2 separate regions of the Gossypium hirsutum genome follow, and region 2 is linked to region 1. The links are chromatin contacts, called in public Hi-C maps. All regions are on one chromosome and are shown on one strand. Each heading gives the region's core, a stretch centred on a gene start, on an enhancer-like site or on the middle of the called end of the contact. The rest is flanking DNA. Distances are from core to core; before and after follow the strand shown. Region 1 has its middle 35 kb from the start of LOC121211295. Region 2 overlaps LOC121211295 (a long non-coding RNA gene).

The links. A called contact is a pair of places that touch in the nucleus more often than the background predicts.
Region 2: a contact with region 1 is called in a Hi-C map of leaf, with 3 times the contacts expected there. The contact joins two enhancer-like sites. A contact is called at or near these places in 6 of 34 Hi-C or Micro-C datasets (callus, hypocotyl and leaf).

The regions. Positions count from the first base shown.
Region 1 is chrA12:12,856,100-12,859,158 of Gossypium_hirsutum_v2.1, forward strand. No RefSeq gene overlaps it. Among protein-coding and RNA genes, the nearest start is that of LOC121211295, 35 kb to the right of the region's middle. Within about 2 kb of position 1,667, at least 4 of the 9 cell types and tissues checked have an H3K27ac peak or open chromatin away from gene starts, as enhancers often do. A contact at or near this core is called in hypocotyl and leaf, where this site is marked.
Region 2 is chrA12:12,894,124-12,897,182 of Gossypium_hirsutum_v2.1, forward strand. It overlaps LOC121211295 (a long non-coding RNA gene), which reads left to right. Exons shown (of 4, transcript XR_005906609.1): 4 at 1-880. Among protein-coding and RNA genes, the nearest start is that of LOC121211295, 3.5 kb to the left of the region's middle. Within about 2 kb of position 1,533, at least 7 of the 9 cell types and tissues checked have an H3K27ac peak or open chromatin away from gene starts, as enhancers often do. A contact at or near this core is called in hypocotyl and leaf, where this site is marked.

The sequences.
Region 1 (3,059 bases), core at 417-2,916:
TATTTAAAAAATAAATATTTAAAAAAAAAGAATTTACATGGTAATTTTAAAGTTTACTTGTGAAATTTAAAAAAAAACATTATCAATGTATCCAATACTAACCCTAAATATATATTATATATTAATTTTTTTATCCCGTGCGATGCACTGGTTAGGTTGCATGTGTCAATTTTAATATTTTATATTTATTTGTTAAAAAATTATTATAATATTTGTAACATTTCAGTAATATTATGATTGAAAAAAATTAAAATAATATAAAATTTTAATTATTAAAATTATGATAATTTGTAATATGATAAATATAAAAATCAATGAAATCTCACCCAATATATTGATAGATGAGGATCTATATTAAATCAAAATGTTTCCTTATGCATTTGAAAATAATTTAACCAACATCTAATTTAGCATAAATTTAATTCACCACATATGGATGGGTACATGGAGTTAAACATAAATAAATATACAAATCATAATTACATAAAGAAAATAAGTAAATAAATGTAAATATATATACATATTCATGCAATATTAAGAAAATATTTTAAAAAAAGAATCACTTTAATTGACATGTCATTATACGTTATAAATATATACATAAGAATGTAAGATTTAGAAAATATATATATATAAAAATTAATTTCACATAACTATAGTTAGTATGACATAAATACAACAATTAAAAATAAATAAAAATGGGCTATTAAAATAAACTTAAAACTAAGGAATTATACCAAGCCCAAACTTTTTGGGCTAAAAGCTTGCTTGGCGAAGCTGAGATGATAGAGTGGCCCTCGCGAGTTAAGCCACCGTCGTCAGTGGCCTCGTCTACAATGACATGATATAAATGCTATAATGAAAAACATGACCTTCCTTTTGATCAATGCCTTGCATCGCAAGTAGCAACTTACTTTATTAAGTACTATTTATATATATACTTTTAAAAAAAACGACAACTTGAATCCCAAGAAATAAATTAACTAATGTGTAATAAATATTTCAAAATATTATAAATAGGATTTCTCAATAATGTTTAAATATTTTTAAATTGAAACTTGAAAACCAAAAAGAAGCAAATAAATGGTGAAACAAGCACGATGCCCAGCAAATCATTAGCACATGATTAAATGTGATGGAGAGAGAGAAGGAATAGTTTTAAAGAAATCCAAGCCATGTGGGTTTTAGGCTGGAAATTATTACCACCTTCTTCCCCACGAAATCAATCACATGCAAGCTGAATATTACCACCTTGAGAATGGAAGACATGGGCCTACTGCCCCCCTTCTTCCTTAACATCAACAAACAAATAGAATAAGTTGATTTTTCAATTGTGTCATGCACCCTCCATTTTTCAATCACCCAATTGTTGGACAGTATTTCCATACTACCACACTGACAGCATGTTGACTTCTTTCATCTCAATATACCAAATATTAAGTACTTCTCATGTTTCATGACTTTCTTATATAAATTTCATAAAAATATACTCTCTTTTTTATATTTTATTGTTTTTTGAACTTTTTTTAAATTCCACATCTTTTTTATGGTTAGGCGAAATGGGCTGAATTTCGGACAAAAATAAAGGAAAAGGTATGATGATCAGTAATAGACCCAAAGTTGGCACGAGGGCCTTGAGGCCGTCTAACTCTGTACAAGGTTTGTTGTTAAGGGAACTTCGATTATGGGTCAGTGATGGTAACTTAATGTCCCTGCTTGGGATCGGTTCACTACTACCCAAGTTGTAACCACTTTAAGCAAAATGAAGCATAGAGTGGTTAGAATGGATGAGAAGTAGGAACCCACAAAAGCCGACATGCAAGCCAATGGGGGGTAATGGTTCAAATATTCCCTCATTATATTCTCCATCTTCAAATTTACTGGTAGAATTGACCGGACTTAAGCAACGAACAAGTAAAAATAACATAATAAATTAAAAAATTAAACACACAAATTTAACGTGTAAAAATTTCTCTAAAGAGGATAAAAACCACGGGCAAAGATAATTTTACTATAATGGCAAAAGAACGAAGAGTACAAAAGATGGAGATAAAAAACTAAACCCCAAAAACTCGAAAATAAAGAACCTTCAAAGCGTAAACACAAAATTCTCTAAAATGTGTTATAAGTTCTAATATCTAATGGGTGTCTATTCTAAGGTTGTAAAAGAGTTTATAGGCTAAATTAGCAAGTCAAATAAACTATGCTAATAAATGTTAAATATATTATACTAATAAATACTAAATCTTTTAGAAATAAAATATATTTTTGTTTAACTTAACTTGCAAAGGAGCCACCTCTCAAAATCATGATGGAGAGCATGCGGTGTAATAAACTGTCGGTAGGGGAACAAATGATTCCGGTAACATCAGTGACACTATTAATTCTTGCTGAAATTGATCGAAATATCGAGGAGGAAACTACTTCAGGGATGATGATGAGAGCATGGAGGAGTCTGAGGATGAATCCTTGCAAAATATCGTTTAGCTTGCTTCAATTTCCAAGTATGGTTTTCTTTTCAGGATGAATCCTTGCACAGTGCTGATGTGGGTAACAACAACAACCGCCAGCTCTAGTGGTGGTGGCAGTTACTACTACTCTCCAACCACCACCAGCTCAATCCGGGGGTAACAACAACAACAACTATACTCCCCCGCCGCCGGGTGGTCTCATTGGCGGCATGTATTACCCTCCACCAACGTACAAAAACTACCCAACACCGCCACCTCCGAACCCCATTGTTCCTTACTTCCCATTTTATCACCACACTCCTCCCCCTCCTTCAAGGTCTGAAAAGCTGTTAGCTTGTCTGGTTTCAACCCTTGTTTCGTTGTTCGGTTGTTTCCTTTATGTCTTTTGAGTTTTTGACATTAAAAGCTTAAAAGAGGGTGAAAAAATAAGGTGGCAAATTAGCAGATCTGGAGAAAACTTCTACTGCTAAGAGGAAGAAAATTAAGGGAGCTACTTCAATGCTTTCATGATGAAATGGAACTGAGAATCTAAAGATATATGGAGTAATCTTTCTCTTTGTTCTCATGTTCTCATGTTCTCTTTTTTTT
Region 2 (3,059 bases), core at 283-2,782, 38 kb after region 1:
GTTGTATACTCCAACTATTAATTTTCTGCTTCAAACTGTCTTTCAAGGTTTGAAAAGCCAATTTCTTATTTCTTCCCACCATATTCGATAATCCCAGATGTTTTCTTGGCCCAGTCGAGCAACAAACATGAAGAGCCTGAACCACCAAGTTTTTATCTTGATTGTGTACATTTGAGCTGGAAAAAATCATGGACTTTTTAAAATTTACACACTGGCCCGAGCAAAGTTCATACTCTTTTAAAATCTCTCTAATCACCTGAATTCCTCCATCCGAAACCTCTCCAAACAGTATACAATCATCCGCAAACATGAGATGAGTGATTGGTGGAGACGTTCTACAAACCTTAGCACTCAGAAATTTTTCGTTCCTGGCAAGCAAGTCTTGTCAGAGCAAATAACCCTTCTCCACAGAACAAAAATAAATAAGTGCTTAAAGGATCTCCCTAACGTAGTCCTCTTGATGGATTAAATTTAGGCCCTTCTTTACCATTAAACAAAATTGAAAATTGGACAGAACTAATACAGTGAAGTATAAAATCAATAAAAGGGTCAACAAAACCCATTTTTGACATTATACCTTTAATGAATGGCCATTCCACATGGTCATAGGCCTTGCTCATATCTAGCTTAAGAGCCATCAAACCCTTTTGCCCTGTTCTTTTGTTTTTGAAAGAGTGAAGTATCTCGTATGCTAGCAAAACATTGTCAGTTATGAGTCTACCCGGCACAAAGGCACTTTGAGAGTCATCAATACACTCATCCAACACTTTTTGTAGACGATTAGCAACTGTTTTGGCAATAATTTTATAAATTACCGTACAAAGGCTAATCGAGCCAAAATTCTTCAAATTAAGAAGGTTTGAGATTTTTGGTATTAGAACCAATTGTGTTCTATTTATCTCATCTAAAGATTTGCCATTATTCAAAATATCCAAACAGAACATGCTAGTATCTTTACCAATAATGTGCCAATACTTTTGGTAAAAATTTGCTGGAAACCCATCTGGTCCTGAAACTTTCGTAGGCCCTATTCCATTTAGTGTCGCAACAATTTCCTCCTCTGTATAACTAGCCATCAAGCTTTGGTTCATGCTGTCAGTTATGCAAAGCGGTACCCCCGACAAAATATGGTCCAAATTTTCTATTTTACGAGACTCAAAAAGATCAGCAAAATAATCTCGAGTAATATTCTCAGTTTTATTACAATTTGTGGCAAGAGAACCGTCATTCCTTTGCAAACCACGAATTCGATTCGTACGCTTTCTTTGAGAAGCAAACTTATGAAAAAAGAAGTGTTATTATCCCCCAATTTCAACCAATTTGCTCTTGCTTGTTGTTCCAAAAATCGTTCTTTCTTTTCCATCTCCTTATTTAAGTGTAATTTGACATCAACAAGCTCGACCATCGATTCCTCCGAGCGCTCGGCACAATTCAAACCCTCAATCTCCTTGTTAAACTTTTGACCTCATGACATTTATTAGCCATAATGATGTCCCCCCATCTTTTCAGTCCCTTAGTAAGCATTGCAATACGATTTGGATAAGAACCCAAGATACCCTCCCATAACTCTCGAATCTCTTCCGCACATGACTCATCCAAAACCCACCATGCTTCAAAAATAGAATTGTCTAGTTCTGTTACCCAGACCGCTTACTTTCGTCTCATTAAGTAAAGGACAGTGATCCGAAAAAGAGTAAAGAAAGTGTCTCAAAGAATACGATGGAAAAAGTTGAATCCATGCATCCGTAGCAACACCCCTATAAATTCTTTCTCTTATATTATTTTCCAATACATGACCCCTCTCCCAAGTGAACCAAGGTCCAGAGAAGCCAATGTCAACTAACTGACAATTTTTCAAAGTTATGCGAAAAGCCTCCATTCTGGTCTTATCCCTTAAATTCCCACCTTGCTTCTCATTAGCAAAAAGAATATCGTTGAAATATCCTCCAACCAACCATGTTAATGAAATAGTCTGCCCCAATCGCCTAAGCAAATCCCACGTGACAGCTTTATCTCTTACATCCGGAGCTCCATGAATCGCCACCTTGGTGTCCCCTCCTCTTCTTGAATTTCACGTCAATATGATTATTGGAGAAATTCTTCAAAGTTACCAAATGACCACCATTCCACCTAAGGTTTAATCCCCCTCAAGTCTCCTCCGTAGAAACATCAATACCGTTAATAAAACCACAACGCCTCCTAACATTCTCCATACGGGAAGCATTCAATTTTGTCTCCATAAAGAAGACCATGTGGGGATGATAAGTTTTCAGCATATGCTGAAGATGACGTATTGTTCACGAACTCCTCAATCCGTGAACATTCCAGCATAAAATTTTCATGGCTTCCAGTTGGCATACCCACCGGTAGCCACCGATACAGTTTTTTGGTGAGTTGAATACCCCCCACTTATCTCCATCGAATAGCATTGGAACCCTTGGAAATTAAAAAGTCAGACCTTTGTCTTTTCTTTCCCTCATTATTGGAAATTGGGTTCTCCTCCAACTGACAATCCATTCTCGTGAAGTCCAATCCATTAGCACAATCCACAACAGCCCGAGCCTTAATTGATTCCAGCCCATTCAAACAAAATTTCATCTGTTGACGTTGACAATTAGCCAACTCTTTCCCCAAACACTGGTGTGAATCCTGCCTCTGATTTGAATCGTTTGAAGATTTAGAGCCTTCCAAATTAATTCCTAGGATAGAATTAAAATCAACCCATGATCATTTCCCATGATTTTGCCTAGAAATTTGTCCAGATTTCACATCAACACGATTCTTTCCAAAAAAAGAATTGTCTCCCTCCTCCCTGAGCCAGATGCTACTAACGGTGGTGGCCTTCCTCGGCTGCGCCCTCAAAGTCAAATCCCACCCCATTTCTACTTCCTGTATCCCACATTATAGCCTTGTAGGACAGAAACTATCTCCATGACCAAGACAGCCACATAAGAAGCAAAATAAAGTTAATTTTTCATATTTGAATTTTGCATAAGTAAAATTTGATTCGGACAACTTGATTTTTTTCCGTGTCTTTAGAGGCTGCCTAACATCAATTT